3 separate regions of the Mus musculus genome follow, and regions 1 and 2 are each linked to region 3. Evidence: chromatin contacts called from public targeted proximity ligation data. All regions are on one chromosome and are shown on one strand. The core of a region is the stretch at or near the end of the contact, and the rest is flanking DNA. Distances in the headings are between cores, read along the strand shown. Region 1 overlaps Glis3 (GLIS family zinc finger 3). Region 2 holds the start of D930032P07Rik (RIKEN cDNA D930032P07 gene). Region 3 overlaps Glis3 (GLIS family zinc finger 3).

The links.
Region 1: a contact with region 3 is called in a targeted proximity ligation map of kidney, with 2.6 times the contacts expected there. A contact is called at or near these places in 14 of 484 Hi-C or Micro-C datasets (3T3-L1-derived adipocytes, brown adipocytes, conventional type 1 dendritic cells and 7 more), 4 of 130 datasets of targeted methods (a beta-TC-6 cell line, fibro-adipogenic progenitors, kidney and 1 more) and 1 of 9 other capture datasets (embryonic stem cells).
Region 2: a targeted proximity ligation map of pancreatic cancer cells shows a contact between it and region 3. A contact is called at or near these places in 2 of 39 promoter capture datasets (hippocampal neurons and stem cell-derived epiblast-like cells), 5 of 130 datasets of targeted methods (embryonic fibroblasts, embryonic stem cells, kidney and 2 more) and 3 of 9 other capture datasets (adipose tissue, liver and pancreatic islet).

The regions. Positions count from the first base shown.
Region 1 is chr19:28,389,778-28,393,497 of GRCm38.p6, reverse strand. The region is part of intron 4 of Glis3 (GLIS family zinc finger 3); the gene reads left to right. Among named protein-coding and RNA genes, the nearest start is that of Gm35866, 27 kb to the right of the region's middle.
Region 2 is chr19:28,675,957-28,680,194 of GRCm38.p6, reverse strand. D930032P07Rik (RIKEN cDNA D930032P07 gene) reads right to left here and starts at 1,971. Exons shown (of 5, transcript NR_045330.1): 1 at 1,890-1,971. Glis3 (GLIS family zinc finger 3) reads left to right here and starts at 118. Exons shown (of 11, transcript NM_175459.6): 1 at 118-599.
Region 3 is chr19:28,519,357-28,523,064 of GRCm38.p6, reverse strand. All of the region lies in intron 4 of Glis3 (GLIS family zinc finger 3), which reads left to right. Among named protein-coding and RNA genes, the nearest start is that of Gm35866, 160 kb to the right of the region's middle.

The sequences.
Region 1 (3,720 bases), core at 1,133-3,632, 130 kb after region 3:
TCAAGCATTGTGAATTCTAGTTTATTTTAGGCATCTTATTGGAAAGTTTAAGAAATAGTCGGTTGGCCTGGCATGGTGGCACATACCTTTAATTCCAGCACTCAGGAAACAGAGGCAGGCAGATCTCTGTGAGTTTGAAGTCAGCCTGGTGTACAAATCCATTTCCAGGACTGCTAGGGCACAGAGAAACCTTGTCTCAAACAAACAAACAAACAAACAGAGAAGAAGGAGGAGGAAGTTACTTAAGAAAGAGACAGCTAGGTGGTACCTAAATAATCCACACAGATGTCCGTGTGGCTTTCGGAAGGAGTTCTAGAAAGTCAGTTGCCAGCACTCCTCCCCTAAGAGTTTACACATAGAGCAGAATGGGCTCCAGAGAATTAGGCCCCAGCTTCTGTGTAAGAGCTGTTTTTCAGATGATTGGAACAGGAATTTTTCCATCTTTAGCACTCTAGTGCCCTCTCTGGATGGATATCTCAAATCCTCAGTCCTTGCGCCTGTCCCTGCTCCTGAGCCCTGTGCCTTCTGGGCCTCTTATTTGTTGGGTACTGTCCCCTGCTCTCCAGAGGAGAGTCTCTTTTGGCTGCTCCTTCAGAGCAGGGCTTATCTTTATCAGCCCAGAAGGTTTCATAGAGCTGGAGTCACCAAGGTTTCTATCCCCCAAAAGAGAGATATTCCTCTGTATTCAGAATATAAGATTATGATATTTAATGCCCCCTTTGAAAATGCTCTGTAGCCTCGGGAGTACTTAATCTCCCACGTCACACTGAGAATTTCCGATTCTAGAAGCTTCACTCTCATCACATTCTGCCCATCCTCCAGCTGTATCACCTCTGTCTCTCTTTCCAGGTTCTGCAGTCATTTTAATGTCAGCATTTCTGGAGCCCCTTGAGCCTGACGGTCAATTCCCCTTTCTCTGACTAAGTACATTAAAAGACGATAAAAACAATAAAATTACATGAGTTGAGGACAAGCTTTTGTATTTCAGTTCATTTCTTTTTCAGTGCCACAGACACAGTGCGATCGGAGTCTTTAGCATTTTCAAGATATGCACGTACGTACACTGTTAATTTCACTGTAATACCTACCCCACATCACCGCCTTTGCCTCTGCATTTGGGCGTGATTGTTGTTTTTTCTGAGTGTGCAAAGGATATTAATGGACTTAGAAACTAAAATAGCCACCTGTATATGTGTATAGGATATAATTTACCCTTCACTCCAACTCAACTGCATTAAAATTACTAAGAAATTGATTGGAGGTACCTTGTGGACCCCATTTCTTTATGAGTATGGATGAGAGCCTCTAGCAGCTGACATCTGAAGAAGGACATTCCTGGGCTTCAAAGGTACAAAACTCTGATTCTGTTCCCAGAGCTTAGTTAAGAATGGCGGGGCAACATCACAGGAAGCCGTACTCTGTTCTTTCATAGAATTTGTCATTTTCAGTAGAATCCATTGACTGGTTTATTGGCATCCAATTTCCTGACCTGCCAATGTATGTAATTCATAAAAATTTCATGTTGGAAAGATGGGGGGAGGTGTAAATCCAGAACTTTTACTCTGTTCTCATGTGTGGCAGGAAGGTCTCAGAGAGCTTTACACATCTCACTTGCAAAATAAAGTAGAAATGAGTGAGAATTTGTACCATATGTCCACTTATTTTTCGAACTTAGAGGAATCGAGTGATTTGAGCTCATAAATTGTTGATCGTGTAAGAATTTCCTCTTCAGAAATTTCATGCAGGCCTGTGAGACTGATGATTGGCTACAATGAAAATGGTGTTTAACTTTCAGTAACTCGGGTAGTCATTATTTTTACAAAAGTCAAGTATTTGAAAATTTCATATCTTTCTATCTTTATGTATGTGACTTGAAATGATGAATAGTTTTCAAATTCACCCTCTATAACTCTTAGTCTTGTAGAGAATACTTTAGCACCTCACATGTCACATCAGTCAAAAATCAGTCAGTGTTTTCCTAAAGACAGGAGAGTCTAAGGCGAGCCACCAAATTTTCTTCCCTCTGAGAAGGGGGAGTATCAGCTACATGCCATGGTGCCATAGTATGACCGTGGTGGGGACCATAAGCCCCTTTCTTCCCCATCCCTCCCTTTCAAACCTTGTTTATTCTACTTAGAGGACCAAGATTGTATAGCAAGGTGAATTTAGGCGGTTTATACCTTGGAACCTACTTTGAAACTCATAGTTAATTTTGGGTAATAATTTGTGTTGCCCTCATCTCTTCCCCCATTCCAGTGGCTAGCCTGTCATAAGACATTCACTTGGCAAATAGAAGCTTATAACAAACTGAAGCGTGCTGTCTGGCTTGAGGACTTTGTACTGTTGAGGTGACCTCTGTTTCTGCTCCCACAAATACCTTCACTGTTCCACACTGGGAGCAGGCTTCTGTCCCTCAGCACTGAGCGCCACTGGTCAGTGGAGACTATCCTGTGTACAAAGGATGTTTAGCAGCGTGCCTGCCTGGCACCAGCTGCTCAGAGGAAGTCCTTCTACCTCCAGTACACAGTCATGCTCAATCTAAAACGTCTCCAGTCTCTGATGAAGTCTCTTTAGGGGCAAAGTCACCTTGGTTTAGAGTTATAGTTAAAATATGGCAAACTGATACTCTTTCATTGCAGAATATTACAAGGGAATTACGTTGAATTACGTTGAATTCTTAGGCTGGAAACAAGTTCTCCCCAAATCATAGATTTGTTTGCCTAAATGAAATAGAATGGGAGTTTATTATAAATAAAACCAATCAACCAACCAAAATTGCCTTCTCACAATAGAAAGCCTGTAAGATTAAATTAACTTGGAATTTTTCTTTCTAGCATTAGAAAATTCTCCTTCTGAGTATTTAATACTAACTCTCAACAGTATTGGTAAAATAACAAGGGCCCCGTCCACTCTTCTGTGGTAACGCCTGAGTTAACCAGGAGGGTCTATGCCTAGTAGCAGTGGCTGTTCGATTATGCAGCCCTGTGAACCACCTGTAATAATTGTTTCCCAATTACCTTCATGCCAGCCTTTTGCATTTAGGTGGAGATGAAAACTGAAATAAAATTCCGACTTCCTGGTTCTGTGTGAATGCTGGGCATATTATTCATTTGCAATACAAAGCAGCTGTGTAATTCCAAATGAGATATTCTATCTGTGCTAGCTAGTGTTTACCATCAAGGCACCAAATTATCCCTGAATCTATTTGAAGTTCATTACCCAGCTTTCTCAACTGAGAGCACACTGTGAAAATGCACCCCCCCCCTTAGTTTTATTCAATTTCTAGGCAGTGGGGCTGAACTGCCTACATTTCCAGTCCTGACTTGATTCAGAATGTGACCCTTTGAGACTCCTAATGAGACTGGCCCAGGAGTCAGAAACAAGAGACTTGGGATATTTTTACTTTTACATTAAAATATTGAGTATTTTTGAGACAGGGTTTTGCTATGTAACCCTGGCTGGCCTAGAGCGAACTATGTAAATGATATGCTGGCCTTGAACTCACAGACATCCATCTGACTGTGCCTCCCAAGTGCTGGGACTAAAGGCATATGCCACCACACCCAGCCATATTATTTGGTTAATTAATACACAGGAAACAGTGTTCAAGTCCACTTTCTTTTTGGGAACAGCAACTTTCTAGATGGACCTAATAGCTGTCCTGGGCCTTTGGAGACCACAGTACAGCAAAAGTAGTCATTGACTATCAGGGTCAATGTT
Region 2 (4,238 bases), core at 722-3,221, 160 kb before region 3:
CAGCCTCCCTCCCGCCCTCTTCCCCCTTTCCCCTCTCTCCCTGCAGCCGCGTCCCTACTGCGCCGCCGGGGCAGCCCAGAGCGCGGCGCGCAAGGGCACCGGCGCCAGGGTCCGCGCACCTCGGGGCCGCGGCGGGCCCGGGTCCAGGCTCGCACCGGCGCTCTCTAGCCGCGACCCAGCTCAGGCAGCCAGCATCCCGAGCCCGGCCCCTCCAGGCGTCGCCCTCGGCCCCGAGCGAGGATGAGCACCCCGGGCCAGGCATGAAGTCGCCTCTCAACTTTGTAAAGACATGACTGGAGTGTGCCTGTGCGTAGCGCGGACAGGGAGCTGATGCGGAGAGTCGGCCCGCTGCCCTGCCTCCTCCTCCCAGGGCCGCCGCCGTCGCAGCCTCGCGCGGGCACACACACGGCCCTCCGGCCGTAGTTCCGCGCTCCGGCCACGGGCTTGGATGCGAGTTTTCCTTTCCGAAGGAGGCAGAGCCGGCGTGGAGCGCTGAGGGGGCTCAGCCTCCACCCACGCATCGCTAGTGTTGTCACGAGCGGGCTGGCCGGGAGAAGGGACTCGCTCGCCTAGCTTTGTTGTGGAAATCCGGTTACCTGGTAAGTGGATGCCATAGGAACTTTGTTCTGCAGGCGAGGGACAGAGAGAGAAGGCGCTAGAGAGTGTGGGGGCGGTCAAGCCTGGGGACGCAAACTCGGGATTAGAAAGAGTTTCTGCATGCCGGCTTGGTGGCATTCGCACGGGTTTGAGGACAGGAGCACACCAACTCCCCCAGACTCACAGGGCTTCTAGAGACCTAGGCACACCTTACCGAGGCTGATGGCAATACTCATTTAGCCATCAAACTGGCTGTCAGTTACCTAAGAGCGCGGGGTGTAGACAGAAAGGAAACCAACAAGGTGTGGAAGTTTCGTTTATGAGGGAGAGTCTCCGTGCCTTTTAACTGAAAATACAGGTACCAGAAGGTTACACAATCAGGGCCAGATACAGGGCGAGCACCGGGGTCCTACTTAGGGAAACTTTGGCAAAGTGGGGAGTGATGGGACTTTGAGGTCTTTAGCTCACAGTCGGGGTTGTAGTTGTCTTTTCGGCTTCCACGTGTTTATGGGGCGCCACGAAGGCTGTTTTTCACTTCTCCGTCTCATCCAAGTTGGTGTCCCCATTGTTCAGTGAGGTCCTCGGGTTTGGGGGCACAGCTACTAGTTAGGAGCGGTGCATCGACCCGCAGCCGCCAAGTTTTCAACTGTAACCTCCCACGCCACGAAATCGCAGACACATTCAGACACCTAGCACTCCCCGCCGGGTTTGTCACCTCGCGTTTACATTTTTATGGGCCGGGGACAAAATGTCAGCACTGTTTGGGAAATGTCTGTCTCGAGTCCCGCTTCAAGGCTCCGGTCCCTATAAATGACCCTGTGTCTATTTTGAAGTCGGTCGGGATCACTTTCTGGAAAGCGTGAGTGAGCTGTTGGCTCTCCTAGACACACACCTTGCCCCAAGCAACAGTTCCAAGTTACTCACTAGAGCTGACAAGTCACCCGGGGGACGAGAAACTCACCCAAGTGTCTGAAAACCTTGACCAGGGCGGATTTGTCATCCTACTATGGATGATTCAAGTAGGTACCTGGAGGAAACTTTTGGAGGTTTCCTTTTTTTTTTTCTTTTTTTGGCAAAAAGGTTCGTCGAGGTCGCGCCCTTAGATCTGGTAGTGTGTTTGGGAGGCAATAGCAAAACGACACTCGTGGGGGCAGGGAGGGTAGTCGCCCCGTGGTCCGGACAGGGTCACAGTGCAGGGCCCTATGTACCCCAGTGCGGCTCCGGGTGCTTTGGCCAGCAGGGTCCCCCGCAGCCCGGCTTCCTAACTGGCGGCCTTTCAGCCCCTTACTTACTCAGAAAGTGGTTGCACAACAGGAAGCCGGCACGAGTTTGTTTTGTTTTGTTGCGTTCTCTCGCTCGCGCCGCGGGAGGGGGAGGGGGGAGAGCGGGGGCGGTCTGGTTGCCCAGAGCACCGGGAAGGCTCCACTTCACCTCCGGACCCGCCCCTCGCTCACCTCCGGAGATCCCTGAGGCTAGGACCCAAGACCCCCCGCGGGGCAAAGGTGTGTGGGTGTGCCGTGTGTGGGAGGGTGCTGAGGACCCCAGGAGGGGTGTTCACCCACTGTCCCGGGCCGCACATCTTGACCCCGCACCCCTAGCCACTCCTGGTTCCTCTGCTCTGTGTACCTCCCTTCCTGGCTTGTCTTCCTTGACATCCGCTAGGTCCCATGGGATAGAGTGTAGGGGATCACTTCCGGAATTCTCCAGAGCAGTGCCCGCAGGGACTGCACTCCAGCAATTGCAATTGGAGAGGACACCTTTCCAATTCCTTAGAGCTTTAGGACTTCAACATCTCTTGAATTGGGGGTAGTGGTCTCAGGTGGCCCTAGAGTTGGTGAGGAAAGAGAAGTTTATACAGCTCCCCCCAGTGGACCAGTTCTCTGGGTTATGGGACCCAGAGAAAGAACCCCTGCCAAACTTAAGCATCTAGAAAAAACACTGAGGCTCACAGTGGAGAGCATTTCTTGGCCCGAAGGTGAACTCCAGACAAATGCAAACTCTCTTGTGTCCGTTCTGAAGCTTTGATGAGTCACGATTTCTTCATTGGGAAGTAGCCAGGCCCGGTTCCCTAAATGTCTCCGTGCCCGTTGGACTTCAATTTTTAGACTACGTTAGGAATTTTGATTCATTGTAAAAATGAATTTGGGTTAGTTTAAAAATTCTTACTCCTCCTTTTTCTCTTTGGTTTCCTGTGAGGCTACACAAAGCAGGTGCAGCCTGCAAAAGTTTGCAGAAAAACAATGAAGGCTGTCCCTGGAAATGATCTATAGAGAGAGAACTGTGTGAGAGGGCACCCCCCCCCCTTCTCTAGTGAGAACTGCTGACATTTAAGGCCTTTACTAGGATCTGCTACAGTGTTCATTTAGAGGAGCTCCAGCCCCTCCCCCTTGAACTGAAGGAGGCTTTCTTCCCATTCTTATTGCTACTTAGTTCGTGTCTTTTCTTTCCTGTCAGGACTCAGGCCTCCTTCAGAGTGAGTAATTACTTCTGTGTGCTCTGGGTGGATTCCCTGTCTCCTTGCTTCCCTTGAGGTCAGTTCAGGTAGAGTGGCTTTTCTTCACGCCATCGTTGGTCCATCCAATGTTTCCACCAGTTTCATTGGCGATTCTACCAAAGTTCTTCCGGTTAGCAGAGTTTGGATACCTGGAGTTGTCCCGTTTGGAAAGTGACTCTCCTTGGATGGACTCTGGAGTATACCTAGTGGGGTGGATTTTTTGCCTGACCCAAAAAAAAAAAAAAAAAAAATCCCGACTGGGGACAGTTGAATGGCTGGAAGTGATGCTTTGTAAAAGTTCTGCCTTTCTTCATGTGGCATTCAGGATCATTTGATTTTGGAGGACTGCCAGTGTTCTCTCTCACTAGCTCTCCTCCCCGAAACGCGTCCCCCGTTGCCTTTACTACTAGTAAAGTAGGCCTGAGGGCATTCTGTCTATATTGGCATCATAGTTATTGATCACCGGAGTTGGAATGTTAGTTTGTAATTCTCCAAGATGGCAAGAGTTGTTCTGAAGTTGCTGATCCTGGGAAAGGAGCCAGAACCTACTCTTACCCTTTGTGGAGAAGCCATTTCCTGTGTTTTCTGCAATTATTTCTCTATAGAGGAAGGAAGTTATAGTATAAATAAGGTGCCAATACAGGCTTAACTCTTTAATGTTTGGCTGGTTGATAAACTCAATCAGGACTGAAGTAAAAGAAAAAAAGACACATAGGTAGTCTTTGTAACGAAAATACAATTTTATTCAAGGAGAAAGAGGCAAAATGAAACCTTGAACATGGTATTAAGATGAACTGAATTAAAAGATGCCAAAGTTTCAAGTTTTCCTAGTTACCTACTTTAGGCAGAGTTGACACACAGGCCAATATTTTTAATTGAGGTAGAAAAAAATCCATATGGAAGAGCATGCCTGCTAGCTTCATAAACAGGACACAACCAGCTTACAGGCCACACAGACACCTCCGGTGGTGGCCCTTCTTTAAGGCAGTGGTTCTCAACCTGTGGGTTGCCACCTCTTGGGGTGTCACATATCAGATATTTAGATTATGATTCACAACAGTAGTAAAATTGCAGTTATGAAGTAGCAATGAAATAATTTTATGGTTGGGGGGCTCACCCCAACATGAATTATGTCAAAAGGTCATAG
Region 3 (3,708 bases), core at 830-3,329:
AATATTTGAGGATTCACTTTCATTAAACAAAATCATTAACTACTTGATAGTTAATGTTCCTTTTAGTTCACGTTGATTTTCGGGTTCATCTCTAATTTTATGCCCTGGAATAGCATTTTTAAAATTAGAATTATGCAAATCTTTCCACAAATGATTAGATTACTGGAATATATGTCAAACCTTTTGAGTTTTGTTCATGTATAGTTTCACAAATGTATTTTTTCTTAGCTGTTTTAGACTGCAACAGTGTGGAAAATTCATTTTGCAATTTATTAGAAAGGTCTTTAGTGACCTTTGGAATATTTTTTTAATTAACCTCTTTTTAGAGTGGTGATGTTGACATATTTAAGTCCAGATAGAATTTGATCCTGTAGAATAAAAGAAGGTGTACACACACACACACACACACACACACACACATTTAAAAGGCAGTCTGTTTGGATTTTTTTGGTCTCTCAGAAATCTGTCCTTCAAGTTCTGGACCAAACGACTTGTAAAAAATTTTTTTCTATGTGATTAATAGTTCCTGTAGTAATCACTGAGTCAGCGCTTTTAGACAATCATAGGACAATGGACGTGTTAACCCTGGACAGTGTGTGTGTGTGTCTGGGAAACCCAGGACCAGGACAGGACATGCCTGACTTCACATTTAACTAACTGTGGGCAGTCAGGTAGCCTTTTCCTGTATGAATACTCTGGAGCCTAAATAGCTATCATTAGTCACATAGACTTGGATGAGAAAGTGGAGTGACACCTGTCTGCCTGCCTGCCCTTATCTGATGGCACAGAGTTTATATTTTATTTCCTTGGGTCAGAAACATGCATGTCAGTAGGAAGAACAGCTAATTCTTTAGGAGAATTTTAAGGACATTTTAAAAGATGATGAACTTGAGAAATGACTTAGAAGCTCTAAAATAAGACTGCGCAGTGGGCTGAATAATGGGTCTTGGTCCTATTTCATTGGAATATTGTTGTAGGCCAGGGTATGGAAACCCTGCTTCATGTAGCATCGGTACTGACAATGTGAACTCCAGGACTATTCCTTTTCTTATCTGATCATTGAATGCACAGTATGAAGTATACCATACCCTGGAAGTCAGATAAATACACGAGATATTCTCTTCTAGAATTCACAGTGTAGGGATGACCCACAAGTATATGTCAAATACAAAGCAGGAGGCCGTGAATGAAACGTCCCTTGGCAAGCTGGGAGAGGTTTCCAGCTCTGCATATAGAGACCCGACTGCCTTTTAAAGGGAGGCTGCCATCTTGAAAGGAGAGTCAATCTCCTGTAGAGAAAGAAAGGAGGTCATTTGATTGGAGCTACTACAATGTCCCATTAGAAGAAATGACCCTTCAAAAGTTGCATAGATCTAGATACTGGGTCAGAGTGGAGTGGAAGGATGTAAGGTCCCCCGCCAAAGGACATCTGGTGTCCAATCAGGACATTACTAAAATTTGGACAGTTACAAGCCCAGTTAGTATAAATGGAAATCTAGTTAATAAAAGCCAAACCCGTAGGCACTACCTTCACTGGGGAAGCAGCACTAGTTTGGTGCATGGGAAACGAACCATTGATTGACTCCAGCCATTTCCACTGTCTCTTAGGTTTACAGTTTAATTCTTTACTACAGTGAGCCTATGGGCTGGGTAAATGGCTCAGTTGGCAGAGCACTTTCTAGACAAATTTGAGGGGCTAGTGGAGATCCGAGTACTCATATAAACTCCTGGGTGTGGTGGTGTAGTTCTCTAATCTAGGCACCCAGGGGAAAAGACACAGAGGGATTCCTGCAGCTCGACCTGATGTCTAGATTCAGTGAGCAAGACCCTCTTTTATAAATAAGAGAGAACTGAGGAAGACGTGGTATGTCTAAGCCTGGCCTGTACATGCACACGCACAAATGTGCACAGCACACCACCTTTCTGTGTGTATGTGTACACACACAGTGTATCTGTTGGTGAGACACACATTGTTTTTCCTTGCCGTGTGAGCAGCTGGCGAGCCACCTAAGCGAGGACAAGCCAAAGCTTTCCTGCTGTGGACTTTAAAGATAAACAATTAAAGATCTGGGTAGGCCCAGAGAAGGAGAGCAGGACTGTTTGATCAATTATGTAAAATGATTAACATGTGGACAGAGGCCATGTCCATTATCCTGTGCACGAGTAGCTTTCCTTTAGTTAAATATTTCCTTTAATAATCTGTAAAGAGACTGAAGCACTGTTAAACAAAGCTGGGGCCTGGTGCTCACTGTGCTGAGCGCAGCAGCCTCAGCCTTTTCCAGATACTGCTGAGGTTCATTTTGGGTGGTTTGCCCCCAGCTCACACTGATTAATAGGGAATAGAGCTAAACGCTTAAGATGTTTAGTGGGAAGGAAAAAAAGTCAATCAATTATTCTCGATATGACTCTCTTTTCCTAGTGAGCCTTTCAGGCCCCAGGACTGAGGTTGGCCCCAGCCTTCTGTAGATGTCTTCCTGGGGCTGCACTGGCTGCATTTTCATCCTTGGTTGGGTTACCCAAGGCCAGGCCATTTTCCTATGGCGGGTCGCAGGCATTAGATTGGCAGTGTTTCCTGTGGGTCCTGGATTTTTACTCTTAAATGTAAGGGCAGCTTCTCAGACTTACCATTCAGAACAATTTCTGTGTTTTAGAAGGTTTCATTGATGGCATTTCTCTGGGAACCCAGACTGCTGAGTGTGCCCTCTGGAAGAAGCGCTACTATGCTGAGTTCTCCTTGGCCACGCCCTCTTCAGGCCATTCCCAGTCAGTGTGTAATAAAAGGTTAGATGATACTAACAAGACTGGAGTTTGAGGGAAGTTATGGAGAAGGGGAAATGGAGGACTCCGCTGTATAAAAACATCGAAAGTAGGAGTGTGTTCCCAATTTCATGCAGGGTGGCTCCTTCTGAGGGAGGCTCTGAGCCATTTTGAGGCCCTCCTAACTGGCCCTGTGTTTGCCCTCTGCACAAAGTAGGGGCTTACTTCAGGGAATCATGGCAAGATACATCCATGCATAGAACAGCCAGTGTCTGAGAAAAGTTTCAGAGTGTTGGCCTTCCCAGAGGGAACTGAGTTTTGACAAGGAAGGAAGGACACACTAAACCTCTCCCTTCAACCTAAAATTCCTCCAGGGAAATGGAGGGGAAAGAAAATGATTTTGCTGTGAACTGTTAGGTTAATTTAATCCTCACAGCACTCCTTAAAAATAACCGGTGGGTCTTGAGACTCGGAATATGTTCTTCTACTACATACCCATTCACTGTGTACACTAGGTCCTGCCATAGTTCAATAATTAATATGTAACAGACCTTAACACACACAGACATACACACACACCATACCCCACATGAAATTTAGCTGCTCAATACATTGAGGTTCATTGCTCTGTTATTTCTACTTGTGTAAGATACTTAGCATTTTCCAGAATAAAGTATTAAAAATAAGTAAACTATTTTGACCTAACTTTTGGAATGAAGAGCGTGTTCTCTTCCCCTTCCACACGACAGCAGCACCTTGCTTTTTGCTGGGTAAGCTATGAGAGAGAGTTGGCCAGTTTCCCAGTGTTTCTGACAGTTTCTGAAATCACCTTGTTCAAGAATGAGGTGAGGGCTGGGTGTGGTGATGTACATCTGCAATCCTAGTACTTCCAAGGCTTCTGCAGGAGCTTGGGGAGTTTGAGGCCAGCTTGGGATAGGTAATGGGGGAGGA